3 separate regions of the Mus musculus genome follow, and regions 2 and 3 are each linked to region 1. Evidence: chromatin contacts called from public Hi-C data. All regions are on one chromosome and are shown on one strand. The core of a region is the stretch at or near the end of the contact, and the rest is flanking DNA. Distances in the headings are between cores, read along the strand shown.

The links. Hi-C and Micro-C count contacts between places; a contact is called where the count stands out from the background.
Region 2: a contact with region 1 is called in a Hi-C map of bone marrow-derived macrophages, with 16 read pairs. The contact joins two enhancer-like sites. A contact is called at or near these places in 2 of 484 Hi-C or Micro-C datasets (bone marrow-derived macrophages and embryonic stem cells) and 1 of 9 other capture datasets (embryonic stem cells).
Region 3: a contact with region 1 is called in a Hi-C map of bone marrow-derived macrophages, with 16 read pairs. The contact joins two enhancer-like sites. A contact is called at or near these places in 1 of 15 datasets of contacts at CTCF or cohesin (the NIH/3T3 cell line), 1 of 484 Hi-C or Micro-C datasets (bone marrow-derived macrophages), 1 of 115 datasets of contacts at active chromatin or transcription factors (large pre-B cells) and 1 of 9 other capture datasets (pancreatic islet).

What each region holds. Positions count from the first base shown.
Region 1 is chr4:95,438,416-95,441,595 of GRCm38.p6, forward strand. No RefSeq gene overlaps it. Among named protein-coding and RNA genes, the nearest start is that of Gm12707, 46 kb to the right of the region's middle. Within about 2 kb of position 1,631, at least 25 of the 459 cell types and tissues checked have an H3K27ac peak or open chromatin away from gene starts, as enhancers often do. A contact at or near this core is called in bone marrow-derived macrophages, where this site is marked.
Region 2 is chr4:95,895,100-95,898,279 of GRCm38.p6, forward strand. All of the region lies in intron 14 of Fggy (FGGY carbohydrate kinase domain containing), which reads left to right. Among named protein-coding and RNA genes, the nearest start is that of Hook1, 71 kb to the right of the region's middle. Within about 2 kb of position 1,757, at least 70 of the 459 cell types and tissues checked have an H3K27ac peak or open chromatin away from gene starts, as enhancers often do. A contact at or near this core is called in bone marrow-derived macrophages, where this site is marked.
Region 3 is chr4:95,844,375-95,847,554 of GRCm38.p6, forward strand. The region is part of intron 13 of Fggy (FGGY carbohydrate kinase domain containing); the gene reads left to right. Among named protein-coding and RNA genes, the nearest start is that of Hook1, 120 kb to the right of the region's middle. Within about 2 kb of position 1,672, at least 111 of the 459 cell types and tissues checked have an H3K27ac peak or open chromatin away from gene starts, as enhancers often do. A contact at or near this core is called in bone marrow-derived macrophages, where this site is marked.

The DNA.
Region 1 (3,180 bases), core at 381-2,880:
ATATCTGCGGTGATTGATGAGAAACCAAACATTATTGTCCATGAATGATTTTTTTCCCTAAATTGGACATCTGCTGCTTGTTTTTCTGGAAGTTTGGCAAGTTTTCCAATTCACTGTGGTGGTCAGATCTAGAGGAAATAATTAGGTGGCCATGGCAACTAGCATCCCAGGCATATCACCATGATGCTAAGGGGCAAACATCAATCAGAGAGTCCAAATATCCCCTATGCCCTCCAAGCTCTGGCCTCGGGGTCCTTAGCAGGATCTCCTTTATGTCTAAAATTGCCTCATTATGACATAAATGGTACCCAGAAAGGAGCAATGGAGATGAGAACTCATAGAAACCAAAGAAAGACTAAAGAAAGGAAAGGAAGGAATCCCAAAGAAGCATGTTGTGTTCCCTGAAGCTATGGCTTGGAAAGGGAAATGGTTCACCTATGATCACACAGGTAGTTGGTAAAGAAACAGATGTGTGTATTGGTCTAGGTGAAGCTCTATTCTAGGCCTGCACTAAGTTTCTATCAAGACCTTCCCCAAGAACACTCTACTGGTGGAGGAAGAGGCTGGGTGTGAAGCACTAGCCTGATGGTCTTTCCTCCATTGTCCATCTTGTTTGGAATCTGTCTTTTCTGTTTGTTCCTAAGCCACCCTAGCCCGCACTGTACCGCTGTCCCTTGCGTTCATTCTGCCAAGTACTTGTTCTCTCAGAACCGTTTCTGCTATGTCCCAGACAATATCTTGTTGTTAGATCTGAAGCCAAATCTCTTTTCTGCCTTATTGAAAAGATAGTCAGATTCACATGTACTCTGCAATCCTGGACTATGTTTCTTGACTCTGAGGCAGGTGTTCAACTGGTTGTTACCTTCCGGATGCATTGAAAGCACTGTTCTTTATCAGCAGGTTCAGCAAAGTCTCGGTCTTAGAGATTTCCTTTTTCTCTCCCAACCCACATTCCTGCAAAGTGTCTCATGGCTCATGAGATTATTACCTTTTGCTTGGTGACAGTAATTTTCTCAGTGTTTTGTGCTTAGTAGATTCTAGGAACAAAAAGTTCCAACATTCCCCAATACAGGATATACTTATCTCTCTTTTTCCTCCTTCCCTCTCTTTCTCACCTGCTCTAGTCTTTCCTTATTTTATTTTCTTTCCTGTTTTTAGACAGTGTCTCCCTATGTGTAGCCCAGATTGTTTTAAAACTTAAAATCCTTTGGCCTTACCCTCCTTGGTATTGCAATTGTAGGTACCCTTTAGTACTAGGAAATAACTAGACATTTGGTGTGTGTGAAATAAGAGGTTAGACTACTCCTGGAGGTGATTCAAATTTTCATTCTAGTAAATAAAATCCAAATTCTATTTTAAAATCTGGGTTGTTGAATCTGAGATTTCTTCCCAACCCCCAAGGTTTTGATTTGCTCCTTCATATTTTCTGTGGTTTAAGAGCAGGTGCTCCTCTGTGAGTTTAAAGACCACATTTTTTTCTATCTCCTGGTGAGCAGAATCCTGGGAGAAGGTCAGACAGAGATGACTGTGAAGCCCTTGAAGAAAATCAACACGTTAAAAGATGCCTGTGAGGCAGAGAATCCACTGCCTGAGTCATTCTGCCTTTGTCATTACAATATTACATCATGCTTTGGCCACAATGGATGATGAGATAATAGGAAGGGCACAGAGCTTGCCTCTGCCTCTGCCACTTAGGCAGTCACTCAACCTCCACAGGATTCAGTGTCACTTTCTCTTAAAATGAACACTGGAACATGGGTGGCTCATAGGATCAAAGAAAAGTTAGATTAAACAATGGGGCATTGACATCTAGCAATACAAGTCTATATAGAAACAGCAAATCCATGTAATTCCTAAGATTTACTTTAAAGTAACTGGTGGTGGTGGTGGTGAACTGATTTTTCATAAGGGAGTTCAAATAATTCAAGTGATTTAAATATTTTAAAAATTGGTGCTGAAGCAAGTGGATATTCACCTGTGAGCGAATGAGGTGGTAAGGATCAGAGAACGTTTTTGAAGAGGGGATTGAAAACCTGAAAGAGCCAGAGGATCAGGAAACTTGCTTTGATATCGTGTCTTCTATAATGCCAGAAGCTACACCGGTAAAGCCTTACAAACATGACTGCACCAATAGACATGCCGAAATGGATGGGGAAAATCCCTCATGACCCTAAACCTACACAAAGAACTGTAGGAAACCAGCCTGTGACACATAGTGAGAACTTGTCAAGGGATGGGGAAAAGGGGAGTGAGAACAGGACACAGAGAGAAAAACCCAGGAAGCAGAGGAAGCATTTATTCATGTGTATCTACAATAATATTTTTATATGTGCAATCTATAAATAATTGTTATATCTTGATAACAAAAAGACAAATAAAAGTTTAAAAAATGAAAAATTATCTGAATAGATATTTCTGCAAAAGTCATCTGAAAAAGAACAATAAAAACTGGGAAATATGCTCTATAGCATGAGTCATCATAGAAATATAAGTAAAACCACAAGGAGATGTTACTCCTTGTCCTTATGTAGTCAGAACGTAAAAAACACTAATAAATGTTGAGGGTGATATAGAGAAGTTGGAACATTCACACTCTGGTTGTAAAGCAAAAAATGGTACAGCCTCTATGGAAATTGATCTGACAGTTCCTCAAATGATTCAAATAGGGTTACTCTATGACTCAACAAATCCTTTTCAAGACACTTACCCAAGAGGAATGAAAACATACACATTCTTGTACATGAATATTCTTGTGTACAAATGTTCATAGAAGTCTTATTCATAAAACCTCCAAAGTAGAACTGATACAACTATCTACAAGCTGGAGAGTGGTTAAAGACTGTGACTTGGGCAGGCAGGAAGATGCATGCTCACAATGTACACACACAGGAATCTAGAGATTCTCAAACCTGAGACAAGCCTAGGCTATATACTTACCCTGGCTTAAACAAACACAAACAAAACAGGCAGTTTGTCCACAAAGTGGAATATTATTTCTAGCAATAAAACAAGTGCTGATGTATGCTACAACATGGATAAGTCCCAAAATACTGAGTGGGAAAAGCCAGGTTTAAAAGACTACATACTGATTGATTCTACCACCATGAGGTGTTCATAATAGGCAATTCCAGAATAGGAAGTGGAGGAGTAATTGCTTCAGTCTGAGAGCTGAGTTTGTCA
Region 2 (3,180 bases), core at 507-3,006, 460 kb after region 1:
ATAAAAAAACAAAAAAACAAAAAACAAAACAACAAAAAAAAACAAAACAAACAAACAAAAAAATCTGAATGCTCATATGGACTTCTGTCCCTCTGCATACATACACTTCCACTCTAATAACTAAAGGGGGCTAAAGCCAGAGTAGAATTCATCTTTGTAGCTAACGGTTCCAAATGTCCTTCTCTTGTCCTGGGCAACTCCATGGCTTGTTCCTGATGCTTCCTCTTTCCCTCACTCTGCCACAGCTGTAGCAGACCATTCTTGGCTTTCACAGTGAGAAACTGATAAGATCTTAGGGGTAAACCCATGAAAGCATGCCCTTCCCCCACTTAGGTTGTGGCTGTCAGAAGTTTTTCTCACGCTCTTCCATATTCAGTCTCCAGCACTTCAGGCTGTCACCAAAATGTGTCTGCTAGTCCTGGCAAGCTCTAGCTGTGACTGGATTCTTCTGTTTCTAGATTTTTGGGTCCAAGTTTGCACATTAACCTCAGTTTTCTACCTAATTTTAACTCAAGAAGAGTCTGTAGTTGGGAGTTTGCTGGCTTTTCCTGTTGTCTGGATCCCATGTGATGGAGCTGCAATCAGGAGTCTCTTTTTGCTGTATTTCTTTGGGAGGTGGTGGTTTTGGTTTTTGAGACAGGGTTTCTCTCTGTATCCCTGGCAGTTCTAGAACATTTTGCAGACCAGGCTGGCTTCAAAATCAGAGATCTGCCTGCCTCTGCCTGGAAAGTGCTGGGATTAAAGGTGTGCGCCATCACATCCGGCTACTGAATTTCTTTACTGTTGCCCTAGCCCCCCTTATTTGAAGGTATACATTTCCTAGTGGGTTTCCGGATTTCCCTGCTACAATGTAAACTTCTGGAAGTAGGCCCTGTGTCTGTTCTCATCATGGCTGTATGACTCAGAGTAGGAACTGAGTAATATTGGTCATGTGGACTAATTAATGCCCAGGCATTCACTGAACACACGGATAAACTGAGCTCTGTGCTTGGTACTGAGGTTCAATCAAAGCAGAAACATGTCTGTAGTTACTACAGGGGCTTGTAGGCTATATATCCCCTTAAAACAGAAATATCACACTATGAATAAAAGTAGGGAGACACTGAAAAATTAAGGACTTAAAAACTAACACAATTGGCAGAGTGGTAAAACATCTCAGGAAGGAGTCTTGTGTGAGCTAAGTTGTATAGAAGGAGCAGCGCTTAGGTCAGGTGAAAGGGACTGACCCTGAGAAGGAGCCCCACAGACTTGCTGAACTAGGAGTCAGACTTTGTAGAAAGTGATTTTCTTCAGCTTCCTCCTGTTCCACGAAAGGCATGTCACTGTTAATTCATGTCAGCTCAGAAGGCCCAGCCTTAGATACTTTCTTTGAGTGGGCAAAATGTCGCCAGTGCTGAGCAATGGAGCAAGTCATTTTCTCAACTGTGAAGATGAGTCAGGCAGGGCTCAAAGGGTCCTAAGGAGCCCAGCATCCAGTGATCCTCATCCATTATCCCATGCCACACTTGGACTGTGCCGTCATTGTTCGCTTCTCAGAGAGAGCTGAGCCCCCAAAGTAGTAAGATAAAAATCAGAGCTGCTTTGCAAATGCCCACAAAGCCACTGGGGGGAGGTTTCCTCAGAGAAGGCGGGAAAGAAAAATAAATGTGGGCTTCTCTTGAAACCTCCGCTCAGTGAGCCAGGCTTTCCCGGAATGCTGCAGGCTGCTTCAAAGGCCCATTGTGGAAAGCTTCCAGATGTGTATGGAAAACCTCACTGGGAGCTTCCCAGTGAAGAGACTTCTTAGGCCTGAGCCAAGCTGAAGGAAGTAGATGTGACACATCCCTACCAGGTGGGCTGTATTCTGAAGGAGTCCAGATTCTACCTTGAAGGAGAGACCAAGGACAGTTACCCAGTCCAGATGCCAGAGCCAAGCAGTGTGTCCTCTTTGGTTACAGACAGCAATGGGGTTTGCTGGAGTGAGACAGAAAGGCATTCTCCCACGCAGGAATCTTCCTGAAAATTGCTCATGACAGTTTCTTTGCTCCTCCAGCATATCATGTACAGGAGGGATTTCAGGTTGGAAAAATGGCCAACCATAGAACAGCTATAGAGTCTATCCCTACATGATTCCTTTAAGGATATAAAAGGCTTGATGTCCTATTTCTCCTCTTATTAGACAGGGGAAGTGAGAGAGACCAGAGTTTAAACTTCTGGAGCCTCAGTTTCCCCATCTGTAGAGGGCAATGATGAGCCCCAAACTATCCTCTCGTGAGAAGGAAGGTATTGTTGCACACAAGGCTGAGTTGCTACACGTAAAACATCTGGCACAGCGCCTGGTCCAGAATGAGGGTGCAGCCTGTTCTCATTTCTCTTCACTCCAGTTGTTCAGAGAGGTGGCGCTGGTCCCATTTAGCCTTTAAATTTTACTTCTGTGGCTCTTTAAATCCTCTCCCTGTGTGTGCATATGCACTTAGCTAAGTATTTCGAGATCAGTGTATTTCGGGGAAAGTCCTCTTGTCTCCAGCTAAAATTAGGCCTCTCTTGCTCCTCTATTCGCCTGCCCCCATCTGATTTTACCTAATTAAAAGCATTGACACTCAGCAAAGCTTGTGAGAGAATTTGGGTGAACAGCTGGGAGTTGCTCTCCATGCCAACAGCTGCTGCCTCTCAGCAGGCAGGCAACAAGGAGTCTGGAGCCCTGTGGGGAGGACAGGGAGGGAGCCTTGAAGACAGATGAAAAAATTTGGCCACAGGGAAACCATCTGAGCAGGATGCACCCTGCATCACCATGCCTTCTGCCTAATGAAATAACTAATGGGAAAGAGGGCAAGCAGGAGAGGAAGGCATAGAGTCTAGCTAGCTCACTGGCAAACCACTGTCACCCATGCCCAGATTACAGTATTCACCCTGCCAAAGTGGAGAAGCCATGGGTTGGTACAAGGCATATCTTTTAAAACAGCCTCATTCAGTTTCTCCCATGGATTTTAGGATAAGTACCAAGTTCATCCAGAGCTCCCAGGTGTATCCTGCCTCACACCTGGTTGTCACTCCAGCCCAGCCTTTGTTTATTCCCCTTTTCACCAGGCTTTCTCTGCTGGAACTAAATCTTGAGTTTAGTTTGGCTTTCTCCACAATCCACCTACATCTTGCCTGCCCCCAATTCACCACTCTAGCCTTGTAAATCTGCTGTGTTTGTGT
Region 3 (3,180 bases), core at 422-2,921, 410 kb after region 1:
GACACCAAAGTTGGCAAGGACAGATCTTAATTCAAGGAGCATTTACCCATCTTTTTTGAGTACCAAGCATTATGTGGGGAATATTGAAGACAAACAAATGAATAAAACATGACCTGAGCTCCATGAAGCTCATGGACTCCCCAGAAAGGCAGAAAGGAAACAGACATAATAAATACACTGTGAGAAGAGCCCTGAGTGGGAAGAGCATAATGTGCACTTTGCTCAGTTTTGGATCTTGTAGCACAGGGTAAGTGATCAGGCTATCTGAAGAAGGAACCTAGGTCCAAAATGCTGTGGACAAGATCTAGCATGGGCCTGTAATTCCAAGGGCACCCAAATGCTGAGATTCCATCTCAGTGCCCAAGGGGTTCTGGTCGTAAAGTCATGCGTTTAGCATCTTTGTGATGGGCATAGGGAGTAGGGGACAGTGGCAAACTGGCATCTGGGAAGAGTCCAGAGCTCCAGGAAAAGCTCTCTGGGAGGACACCTTGCAGGGGTATAAATAAACCCTGACCTAGCTTCAAGTCTCCCTGTGCTAGTACCTTCAACATTCTAGTATCTTCTCCCCAAGTGTCTCCTGGAGACTGTTGCGCCCTCCTGTACCCATTGCTCGGTACCCAGACACCAGGTATAAGCACAGGATAAGGCTCCCCTTGTGGTGGTAGTTGGCGGGGGGCATAGATGTCTGTCATGAGCCCACCTTACCCTGGGCTCCATTCCGTATGAACCCACCCATTGTGTTTCTTCCATAGCGAGTAGGTTGGTGTCTGAGCTCAGACTGACTCATGAGATCATTCCTGCTCCAGGCCATGCAGATACGGGGCCTTTATCCAAGTGATAGGCTCATTCCCTGCATATAAGGTACTAAATAAGGAACTAACTAGAATACCTATTCATATCTTACAGAGAAGTAGACCAAGGCACAATTTGGGGGCTCACCTAGAAAAGCATGTTGTGTTAAAGATCGATTAGGATGTGGGGAAGCATGGACTTTGCCCCCCTCAGCCAAGTGCCTAGTCTGTTGGTAGGAATCATACTGCAATCATTAATTCTCCCTAACTGCTGAAATTAGAAAGTAGACTGCATTGTAGTCAAACAAAGAAGGAAGAAGGACAGGAGAGGTACATTCAATTGGCTTCCCTAAATCAGGCAGCCACATAATATTGGGATTGGGATTGGGCCATTGAGCCAGGTTTCTGGACCTTTCCTTTATTGCTCTCCGATGATGCCAGCCCTGTTCCAAGGTTTGTAAACCTGCAGAAGTGGACCACAAAGAGTGGAGTAGACAGAAATGAAAGTAAGATCAGCTGGATGGCTCAGCTAAGACACAGGCCTGAAGTCTGCTCTGTGATTCCCCACTTCTTAGCTTTTAGTTACCCAAAGCCACATCCCACCTGGATGGAAGCAGGTTAAAAGCCAGCTTCAGTACAGGGAATGGGGAAAAGAGGACCCTTGAGCAGGGTAGCCAGAGGTGACCTGGGAACAGCCTGGGCAGGCACGACAGCTCAGGGTTTTGTGAAAATGGGCCATCCTCTAGTCATGTGTCCCTGAGCGTCAAAAAAGCCAGGGAATGCCACTTTGCTGCAAGCTCTGCATTGGGAACTGTTGTTCTCTGGGCTGCTGAATGGAAGGCTGTTAGTGGCTGTTTGGGTTCAGGCAGAAATTGGACCCTTTGTCTCTAACTACTGGCTAGTTACAGTTGTGGACAAAGAGACCTTTTCTTGGCCTGAAATTCCTCTACTCATGACTGACAAAGGATGGCACAGTGCATCTGCCTTCAAATGCTTTGGCTTCTGCTAAACTCATTAATGCATCCGATAAAATAGCTGACATTCCAGGCAAAGCCTCCCTCTTCCTGCCTTTACCCAGGGCTCAGAGAAAGGAATGCACTTGAGTCTGTTCTGTAAAGAAGCCTGGGGAAAGGTGAGGCCCTGGTACCTTTAAGCACTACAATTGCGCTGCTTTCCCTGTCCAGAACAATGTAGAGCAAAACACAGCATAGTATGAAATCCTCAGACATCCGCATGAAAAATTGCAGAGCCGAGTAGTGGAAAGATCAGCAGGCCAGCTGTCTGACGTAGAGGAAGTCACTTTACTTGTGAGAGCCTGGGGTCCCTCTTCTGAAAAAAACCACAACGTTGTTGTCTACCTCATGTAGACCACTCTGGGGAATTGAGTTCTAGGTTCTTGGAGCTCATAGGGAGTGATCCTAGCCTGTTGCTTCACTTCCTCCCTCCAGGCAGCCCTATGCCCCAAAAGGAGAAGGCATGGTGGAGAAAAAGAGTTTAAGATTTTATAAGCAATTTTGGCCAGGTTAGGAAAAGCAGGCTTTATTAAGGCAGGAAATATGGGCTGTACCACCTTGGGAAATGACTTGGGCACCAGAGGCACTTCCTGTACCCTGGCCATGGACTTAACTGTGATTTCCAAAAACAGTCTGCATGCGTGTACCAAGTAACTGTAACCGTCCTGCAGACTTGGGACTAAATGTTCAGTCTTGTAAATTGTGCTTTTTTAGGGCTGGCAGTTTCTCTAGGGTTTCCTTCTTCCTGTCTCACTATTCTGACTTTTAGTTCTTTACCCCCCAACACCCCTCCTCCCGCCAACACTCACAAGCACCCCCTGGGTACACAGGCTGTCAAGTACTTGGCTTGAGGATACAAAGAACAAGATGTCTCCAAGAAGTCCATTACCAAACAGCAAAGTTTCCATTGTCTTCTGACCAGTGTGCAGAAGAATATAATAGAGACCCGGAGATCAGAGGTGACAGGCCAGGCAGGAAAGGTAAGCTTACTTAAACTTGGCCAACTTGAATAAAGGGTTTATTTACAGAGGTAAGGAAAACCTAGGCAGCCAGGAAGACCCCCATAGCTGCTAACCTATTTCTATTCCCTAGGCTTAGGGATGAGGAACTGGAGGGACCCAGCCCAAGATAGGAGCTTAGTTCAGTTTTAACCAGAGGGCACTTTGCAAATGAGAAAACAGAGGTAAGAAATGGTTAAACAACCTGTCTAATATTGCACAGCTGTGTCAGCAAGGAAGCCAGAATTCAAACTCTGGCAAGCCAATTCAAGAGTGAGAGCTAATGAGGAGCTACTAGGGGGTTCCCCTGGCCTCTACTGTCTAAGGGAGCAGCCTAGGACTCATTCCTTCCTACTCAGAAATTGTGAAGTTGTGGGT